2 separate regions of the Gossypium hirsutum genome follow, and region 1 is linked to region 2. Evidence: chromatin contacts called from public Hi-C data. All regions are on one chromosome and are shown on one strand. Each heading gives the region's core, a stretch centred on a gene start, on an enhancer-like site or on the middle of the called end of the contact. The rest is flanking DNA. Distances are from core to core; before and after follow the strand shown.

What was found. A called contact is a pair of places that touch in the nucleus more often than the background predicts.
Region 1: a Hi-C map of leaf shows a contact between it and region 2, with 3 times the contacts expected there. The contact joins the promoter of LOC107901566 here to the promoter of LOC107901562 in region 2. A contact is called at or near these places in 8 of 34 Hi-C or Micro-C datasets (anther, fibers, leaf and 1 more).

The regions. Positions count from the first base shown.
Region 1 is chrD06:21,968,374-21,973,090 of Gossypium_hirsutum_v2.1, forward strand. It overlaps LOC107901566 (tetraspanin-19), which reads right to left and starts at 1,408. Exons shown (of 5, transcript XM_016827624.2): 1 at 993-1,408; 2 at 532-631; 3 at 59-139. The coding sequence starts at 1,156. LOC107901567 (eukaryotic translation initiation factor 3 subunit L) reads right to left here. Exons shown (of 8, transcript XM_016827625.2): 5 at 4,586-4,717; 6 at 4,394-4,487; 7 at 4,034-4,105; 8 at 3,452-3,790. The coding sequence ends at 3,746.
Region 2 is chrD06:21,795,109-21,799,259 of Gossypium_hirsutum_v2.1, forward strand. It overlaps LOC107901562 (proline-rich receptor-like protein kinase PERK3), which reads left to right and starts at 2,316. Exons shown (of 8, transcript XM_016827618.2): 1 at 2,316-3,422; 2 at 3,515-3,910; 3 at 4,010-4,096. The coding sequence starts at 2,396. It also overlaps the pseudogene LOC107900050.

The sequences.
Region 1 (4,717 bases), core at 158-2,657, 170 kb after region 2:
CAAGTGGAACCGAGGCTAACAAGATAATGAGATATATGGGTGTTAAGAGTAGGCGTACCGAACTCCAGTCATTCTTGAAGAAAATGGTGACAATCACGGCAATTTCCAGAAAAAGAAGGGAGCAAACGCTGAAAATGTACTAATTAAACCTTGGTTCAGGAAACTTACAATAGGGGCTTTCAACTTCAATTTTTTCCTATTCTAAAACCTTAAACCCAATTACTGAAAGCATGAAATGGAAACTTCACAATCCAATTATGCCAATTTTATATTTTAGTTTACCATAATTTGATTTTAACCCCATTTTGGTTAAAATGTTAATCTATTTAAATAAAAACAAACAAACCTTACATCTCATGGAGTAGGAACGTCAGCATTTTAACGGTGTAACTAATGACATTGTGAAAGTGGAATGACCAATTTATAGGGACTAAACATCAATTTGCGTATAGTTGAGGGACCAAAATCATAAATTTGACTGATAATGATGACAAGGAATAAACTGAAATCTGAGGCCAGGGCAAAGGATACAATACAAAGTATAGATGTGCTGATACAATTAGAGACAATGAAACTGAATAGTGAGCTCAAGCACACAGCAATTCCCACACCAAAACACGTATATATAAACCTGTTTTATACAAAGGCAACACACAATTTTATTCAAAGTTCACTGAAAACTGAAAAAAAAGAAAGAGGTCTAATTTCACCCCAGTCCCTGCACTTTGTAAACTTTTTAAATTGAGTCCCTCTACTTTTTTGATTAAAAAATAATCGAAGTCCACATATTAGACTTGGATGTGTTATCAATTGTACTATAACTTTTAAAATCAGAGCTTTTAACATTAAAATGCCACATGAAATTTCGTTAACAATGGAATTTAATTTTTAAAGCAGAGAAGTTGAGGGACTAAAATTCAAAAATGGGAAGAAAGCAAGGACAGGTTGGGGGGGGGCATATTTAAACTTGCAAAAAGAAAGAAGAAAATTACCAAGGGTTGGGAATAGAAGGAAAAGAAACCAATTGAGCAACACCAATATTCCACTTCTTTTGGAGCCAAAGGGAGTAAACAATGATTGCAATCCCAAGAAAATTCATGATGAGATTCACTATTTTCATGGAGTGGTGCAAGCAACACCTGCTGCACCTTGGCATGGCAGTGGTGATTGGAGATGAATAAGCTTAATTTATGGAAAGCGCTGTGGATTTGCATTTAAATGTGAGACAAAAATGAGAGGAATATGGTGGTGACCGCCATTTGGGTGGTTTTAGGCAAAGCTGAGCGTAGAGGTGAAGAGCATGTGTTTACCGGGGACTGAAAAAGCATTAATATAGAAGGTTGAAAGTTAGATGGTTCTGAGTTGGTAGTCTTATAATGATTGTACACATAATGGGATTTGATCATTGAAGACAAGGAGGCAAGTATAACTGCCATTCAAACTTACTTTGAAGAAAGTTGCCTCTCTGTCTCACCCAATTTGGAATTTCCCATTCTGTTTTTTTTTTCTTAAGTTACCTAACACTTATCCAATTAGTGCCCTTGGAATAAAATTAAATGGATAAATTTAAGAAAACCAAATAATTAAATGGATAAATTAACATTTATGATTTAAATAATTTTTTTATTTGGAGTTGGAATTATAAATAAAAAATTAAAATCAAAATTTTCAAAACATTTCAGTTTTATTCCAACTTGAATCATTTTCAATCATTTCAGATCAATAGAAAGTTTAATATATTCAAGGGTAAATTATACCAATAGTCACTCAACTTTGAAGTACCTGACAAAACAGTCACTCTGGTTTCAATTCAGTCTCTCAACTTTCGAAAAATAATAAAACAATGCTTTTAACCATTTTCCGTTACAGACGTAACAGAAAAGTGACATGGCAGTTAACCGGCCACCACGATATTTCCAACTCAAAAAATATTTAAGGGTAAATGACAAAACAGTCACTCAATTTTCAATTCAATCACTCAACTTTCAAAAAATAACAAATTGGTCCTACTAAATTTAAAAAATCGGACACCCAAAAAGAACAAATAAAACCCTAGAATGAGTTCTTCTTGTTCATGAAGAAAGCAGAGCACCATGGCTTCCTCATTGTCATTAACCCAAAATACCATTTTCGATATCCTTTCTAGATTACCCCTTAGGTCCATGACTCGATTCAAATCTCTTTCGAATGACTGGGCTTACCTCACCTCGACCCCAACTTTCGTTGCCAACCATCTCCACCGCTCTTCTTCTGATCCATCTATCATACTCCTTTGCTACAATACCTAGTCCAATTTTGACTTTGGGATCTTGCTAATCACTGACCCGACCCAGAATTTCACTTGTCGACATTTGGTTGTCCCTTTGGAGGAACTGCTTCCTTCGTTCCCAAAAATCATGAGTTTAATTGATTGTTTAGTTTGTCTGGATGTTCCCCTTTGTTTTGCTTTTGACTTTGTTTTATGCAACTTGATAATGTTGACAATGGAGTTAGTGTTGTTTAGCTTAATCAACGACCCTTTTGTTTATATCAATCATATCCCATGAAGATCTTGACAAATCCGAGTCGTTTTGGTTCTTGAATCGCTTGAATGTTGCTTTGGAGGATTTTCTCCTCACCAGTTTGGTTGTGGATACTAATAGTTTGACCCAAAATTATCTTCAATCCCATTTCGATCTAATTTTTTCAGAGGAAAGTGGCTTCAGGTAATAGAAAAAGACAATTGGATCCCAACCATGTGGCTTCTCCATTGGGGGGTTGAAAAATACAAAAAAGATAGGGTGATGGTTTGGAGGTCAACGATGGTAACGCTAAAGATGATTGTGGTGGAGACGGTGACGGCGAGATTGTTAGGATGGAGAAGAAGTATAAACATATTGAGCCATTTACGCAAAAAGTAAAAATATTAGGCCATTTATGAAAAATAAAAAAAAGGACAAAAAAAAAGTCACTCAACATTGTCTCGTCTAACGTGACAAGTTAATTAACCACATTAGCTAATTTACTGGTCATGTCACCTGTCTCATTAGACTTGTAACAGAAAATGTTAATGAGTGACTGATTTGTTACTTTTCGATAACATTAGAAACTGATTTGTCACTTTTCGATAACGTTAGTGACTGATTTGTTATTTTTTTAAAGTTGAATGACTGAATTGAAACTTTGCCTCATCCAACATGACAAGTTAACTGATCACGTTAGGTAATTAACTAGCTACATCACCCGTTCCATTAGGCCTGTAACAAAAATGTTAATAGGTGATTGATTTGTCACTTTTTGATAATGTTAATGACTGTTTTATTATTTTTTAAAAATTAAGTACCTAAATTGAAACCAAAATGATTTTTACCATTTAGCTCAAAGTTGAGACTGACATAATTTACCCCATATTCAAGTGCATTCAAGTTGTTAACTCTTTTGTGGTCCAATTTTCACTTGAAAGGCCTAAATCTAATAAACACATCTTCATTAAATTGATGACTATGATCCATCACATCAATATTTTGAATATAGGGCTAACCCAAAGTTAAAGAATAACAAACAAAGCAACAGTCGCAACAAAAATTTTCTGGCAAGCCCGCAAATGCATAAATCCCCTCTCACAGTGCTCTCAAAAAGGAACCATTTATATATCTTAACGTGAGATTCTACCCATTCCAAGACAAAATGGGCATCAAAATGCCATTTAAATAAAATAAATCCTTCGCTAAAGTAGTACAAGTAATAAAATAATCAAGTAGGTCATCTATTCCAGCTTTATCCGATCCATGTCATTGATCACTCCTTCAAGCTGTTATTTAGAGAAAAAAAAAAGTCAAAAGGGGTTAACCAGAGTAATAAGTGCGTAATAAGTGAAATACCCATCACTTATGTTGTTCGGACTTCAACTGCATGTGTCCCACATAAATATGGGGTTATGACCACCAAATATATGGAAAAAAAATTTACAACATCTATCCGACACTCACACATAGCCCATCGCCATATGATTGGTCATGCAAGCATATAAAAGAAATACAAATATATACCATACCTTGACAATCTGTCGAAGGAAATAATCACCATATCTTTTCACTGGCATGGATTCAACAACATGAATCATGTCCTGCAGCAAAGCAAAGTGTTACTTCCAATGCCGAATAATGCAGTTATTCTTTCAAACTAACCTCCAAAGACAAAAAAATATAATCTTATCAATAACCTTCTCTAGATACAACTTCAAATTTTATATGCATTAGCTAGCCTGAGAATAATTGAGATTTGGTTTTCAAGAGATTGCTAGTAGGTGCTATCTGTATCTGGAACTAAGAAGCTCTAATATAAGGCATGGTAACTTAAACCACATTCTGTTAGAAGCTCATAGATACGTGCATAAGCTAAAAATGAAACCTACATCATCAATGTAGAAGTCCACATCAGCATTAGAGATAATCTTTCCATCAGAATCAACAGCATGAGTTTTGTGCTTGTATGTCAATAAGATGGTCCTATAAAACAAGAAACAACTTCAGTACATATACAACAAGATAAGCATACAATTGAATCAAATACAAAGAAACCAGAGGAAAAATAAATAAATGTCGACCTCAGAGTGGGCTCATCCACTTCCAAGTAATTTGCAAGCTTCCCAAGAGATATAGTTGAATACACTTTAAGAAATGTCCGAACACCTGATAACAACTGCTGTTGCTTCACTTCATATAGAAACAGCTTCAAC
Region 2 (4,151 bases), core at 1,066-3,565:
GATGGTTCGTCTACACAGAGAGAATTGGCAATATCAAATCCCACCGCAGCAGGCCATTCTTCACAAGCAGCAAGCTCGGCAATTGATGATCTGCTTGGTGTTGGTTTACCAGCAGCTGCACCTGCTACTCCATCTCCTCAATTGAAGCTTAATACAAAAGCTACTCCGGGATCCAAGCACATTTCAGCAGAGGTGGCGCCAATTGCCAGTTGCTTTATCACAGGTTTGTGTAGCGATATTAAACGACTCAAGTTTCCATAAAAAAAATGAAAGTCACGTTTCCTGCAGTTGCTGTCAGTCTCGCTACCTCTTTAGTTGCCACCCCTAAAGCTAAACAAAAGCTAAGCTTGTAAGCTCATAGAGAAAGCTGTCAGTCTCGCTACCTCTTTAGTTACCCACAACCTATGTTCCTGAACGGTCTCGTTCGAACATCTGATTTGCCAACACTTTTTCACTTCCTGCAGTTCGTAAAATATTTCAAAAGCAGCGAGTGGTATATATTACTCCCACAATGAATGAAGCTCGTGAGATAGACTACTTTTTCAGGAAATATATAGGAAATGGAATTGCAATTGCAATTGGATTCGATCTTACAGACCCTTCTTATGGATACCCCTATAACGACAGAACTTTTAGGCCTTTCCTAGATGGTCCCTAGAATGGAAACCATGTGTTCTCCATTATGCCATTCTTGATACTTGGGAAAGCTTTGCTTATATATGCGATTATGTGCACCTTTCTTGGAACTCATCGTGTCAAGTAATCTGTCCAGGAGCACTCAGTAAGCCTTCAAGGCATCGTGGCACTGATGGCTCCTCAAGCTCTTGTTCGGCACATGCAAAGCCATTCCATCCACTGCATTGCATCGGGCGGTCAATCCCCGAACTTAAAGTTTTTCTTCTTTGCGCAAAAAAATGGAGTCATCGACATCTAATTATCTCGTAGAATGTATAATCAACACATCATCTGCTAAAGCCCAAATTAAGATCAAAGCTGATTATCAAAGTACATCCCAGGTATTCTCAACTCTTTTCCAGTCGGCTTTGTCCAAATTTGGCATTTCCTGAGCACTAAATGCTTTCCTCATTTGATGGCTAGATGTCAAAGATGCTCTTTCCTTTTCTAGTAGGAAGACATTAAAGAAACTTTGCAGAGGAGAAAAATGATAAGCTCTCCATTTTGGTAGGTATAGATATGTCTACATGATTAAAATGTACATATCTGTTGATGTTCCCTCATGGTCTCTTATTTTCGTTATGGAAAGAAATCATTTACGAGTGGCTTATCCGATTGGTTGAGCTTGGGCAAGAAATTTTCACCTCGAATAGGTTTGGATTTACTCAAATTCACTTAAATAGAAAAAAAAAATTAGTACTGTATAACTAGAGGGTTAGTACTCACGCACACATGGTAGGAACATTCCCATGCACACACTAAGTCTATCTGGAGTTGCTTAAATAAAAACCTACCACTTGCTCCCTAGCTGTGCGAACCTAAGTAGGTTCCATGAGTGGACATCCCTTAATCACAAGCCAATCACAAAAGTTAAAAAAAATTAAATTGAATTTAGTTAAAAAATTTATAAATATTGAATGTGATTTCAATGTTCAATTTGATAGTTTAAGGTTATTTAATTTGATACTTGAGTTTGTTCTGTCTCAATTAAATACATATGGATTTTTATACTAGAGCATATGTGTCAAATATTCATTGGGTTACTTGTTGTTTGATATGGGTATCAAGTTGGACAATGAAGCTAGACTCAAGAATAAAATTGGGAGATAAAAAAATTCAAGTGCCATTAAACATTGAAGTTAAATTTAGGGCTATTAAATTAAGTTAGGCTTAATTTAAACTTGAGTTTAGAAAAAAATTGAGAATTTGACCTGGTCTGATTTATATAATGATCCATAGATGATCTATACTACTATTAAAGCCATAATTGAATTAGTATTACGAGTTAATTAAACACTAACTTTATTATAGAAATTACAAAAATATAAATTTGTAATTAAAAAATTAGTTATATTATTTGAGGAATTTTTAATATTTTATTTTAACAAAACAATGAAAAGTTACACATAGTTGAATTTGAACATGTGCTATTTAACATTAATAAAACTCTATTTTTTCGATTGAGCTAACAATTTATGTTAATATAATATTTATATTTTAAATGTAACATATAATATGAAAAATATATAATAGAAAAAACTAAACAGGTGGACCCAGGTGTTAGAGGTGAATTCGAGTTTCCTCGCCCGTGACTCTCATCTATTATTATTTTAAAATCCCCCCATTAGTATTAGAGTATCGGGATTTGCCATGAAACTGCAACTTTCTTTTTTTATTTGTGGAGTGGTTTAGTTGATTGGTTTTACTTTTATCCCCTTTTATGGTTTATGTCAGTAAAAATGGATTCATAAATTCTGCAACCAAAACAAAATATAAATTCTCTAAAACACTTTCCAGCTATGAAATCCACCACTCCGAGGATAAAACATTTTATTGTACATTGATTTGCATGTGGGAGTTGTGGGCTCTACATTACAATATGTTGTTAACACCCTCATTGTCTCCATCATCCCCCGTAGATTCCCCTCCTCCTCTTCCACCACCACCACTCCCGGTGGTTCTGCCTCCTCTACCACCCCTACCCCCACCAACTCCTGCTTCTGCTTCTCCTCCACCCTTGTTGGCATCCCATTTGGCCCCAATATCAACCCCACCTCCAATTCCTGCTGCTGTTGCTATAAGTCCTGTTACTACTCCTACACAGGCGGTTGTTACTTCTGCACCACCACCCTCACCAACACCCCCTGCTGCTGCTACTAAAATTACTCCATTAGCTTCTCCCCCACTCCCACCACCACCATTGGTTATTATTCCTTCCCCATTGCTTCCTAAATCTTCTCCTCCACCTCCTCAACAGCCATCTAAACCTTTGCCATCTACTCCACTTCCAACAGCTCCACCAAGGCCACCATCTGTGGTGCTTCCACCACCACCACCACCTGCAGCTTCTCGTTCTACTGGGGTCCCTAAAACTCCAACACCATTTCGGGCATTTCCACTGCCTCCACCTCTACCTCTACCTCTACCGCCACCAACATCAACACCACCCCCACTACCACCTGCAGCTTCTCATTCCATCGGAGCTCCTAAAACTCCAGGATTCTTTCAGGCCTTTCCACCGCCTGCACCACCACCACCACCAGCATTAGCGCTAACAGCGAGCAAAGGAGGTTTGGCAGCCGCAAAGCACAGGCCACAGTCTCCAATTGGGCTTATAGTTGCATCCGTTGGTGTTGCAGTTCTACTATTTGTTGTGTTTGCATTAGTGTGCATTTGTTTCAAAGGTAGAAGGAGAAAACACAAGCCTTCAGACACTAAAATTCAACAATGTTCTACTGTCACAAAAGGTGAATTTAATACAACTAGTATTTGTTTCAAATCTTAATTAAGAACCCAAATCTGATAGAATTTCAATGTTTTGTTTGGTTTGGTTTTTTAGATGGCCCTTCTGCTGCTTCAATGCAACAAAAACAACAAAATGTCTCCAATTCAGCAACAGTTGCAGCAGATACCGCATTGAATCCTTCAAGTGGCATTTTCACTTATGAGGAATTAGTCATTGCGACCAATGGTTTCTCCGAATCCAACCTCATTGGACAAGGAGGTTTCGGTTACGTCTACAAAGGGCGTCTGCTGACCGGACAAGACGTCGCGGTTAAGAAACTGAAGGCTGGGAGCCGGCAAGGGGAGCGTGAATTCCGGGCCGAGGTTGAGACCATTAGCCGAGTGCATCACAAACACCTTGTTTCCTTGGTAGGATACTGCATCAATGGGGCTGAGAGATTGCTTGTTTATGAGTTTGTCCCTAACAGAACATTGGAATTCCACTTGCATGGTTAGTATTATTATTTCCTTTTCTTCATTCTCTATGATCAATGAATGTTTCGGTGATTCAATGTGTTGCAATTTTTATCTGTAATTAATTGTGTTGTAGAAAACCGACAACCTATTATAGTTTGGGAAAGCAGACTCAAAATTGCTATAGGCTCTGCAAAAGGATTAGCATATCTGCATGAGGACTGTGAGTTCATTTCTTAGCTTTTACTCATTACAAAAAAAAAAAAATTTACGGCCTG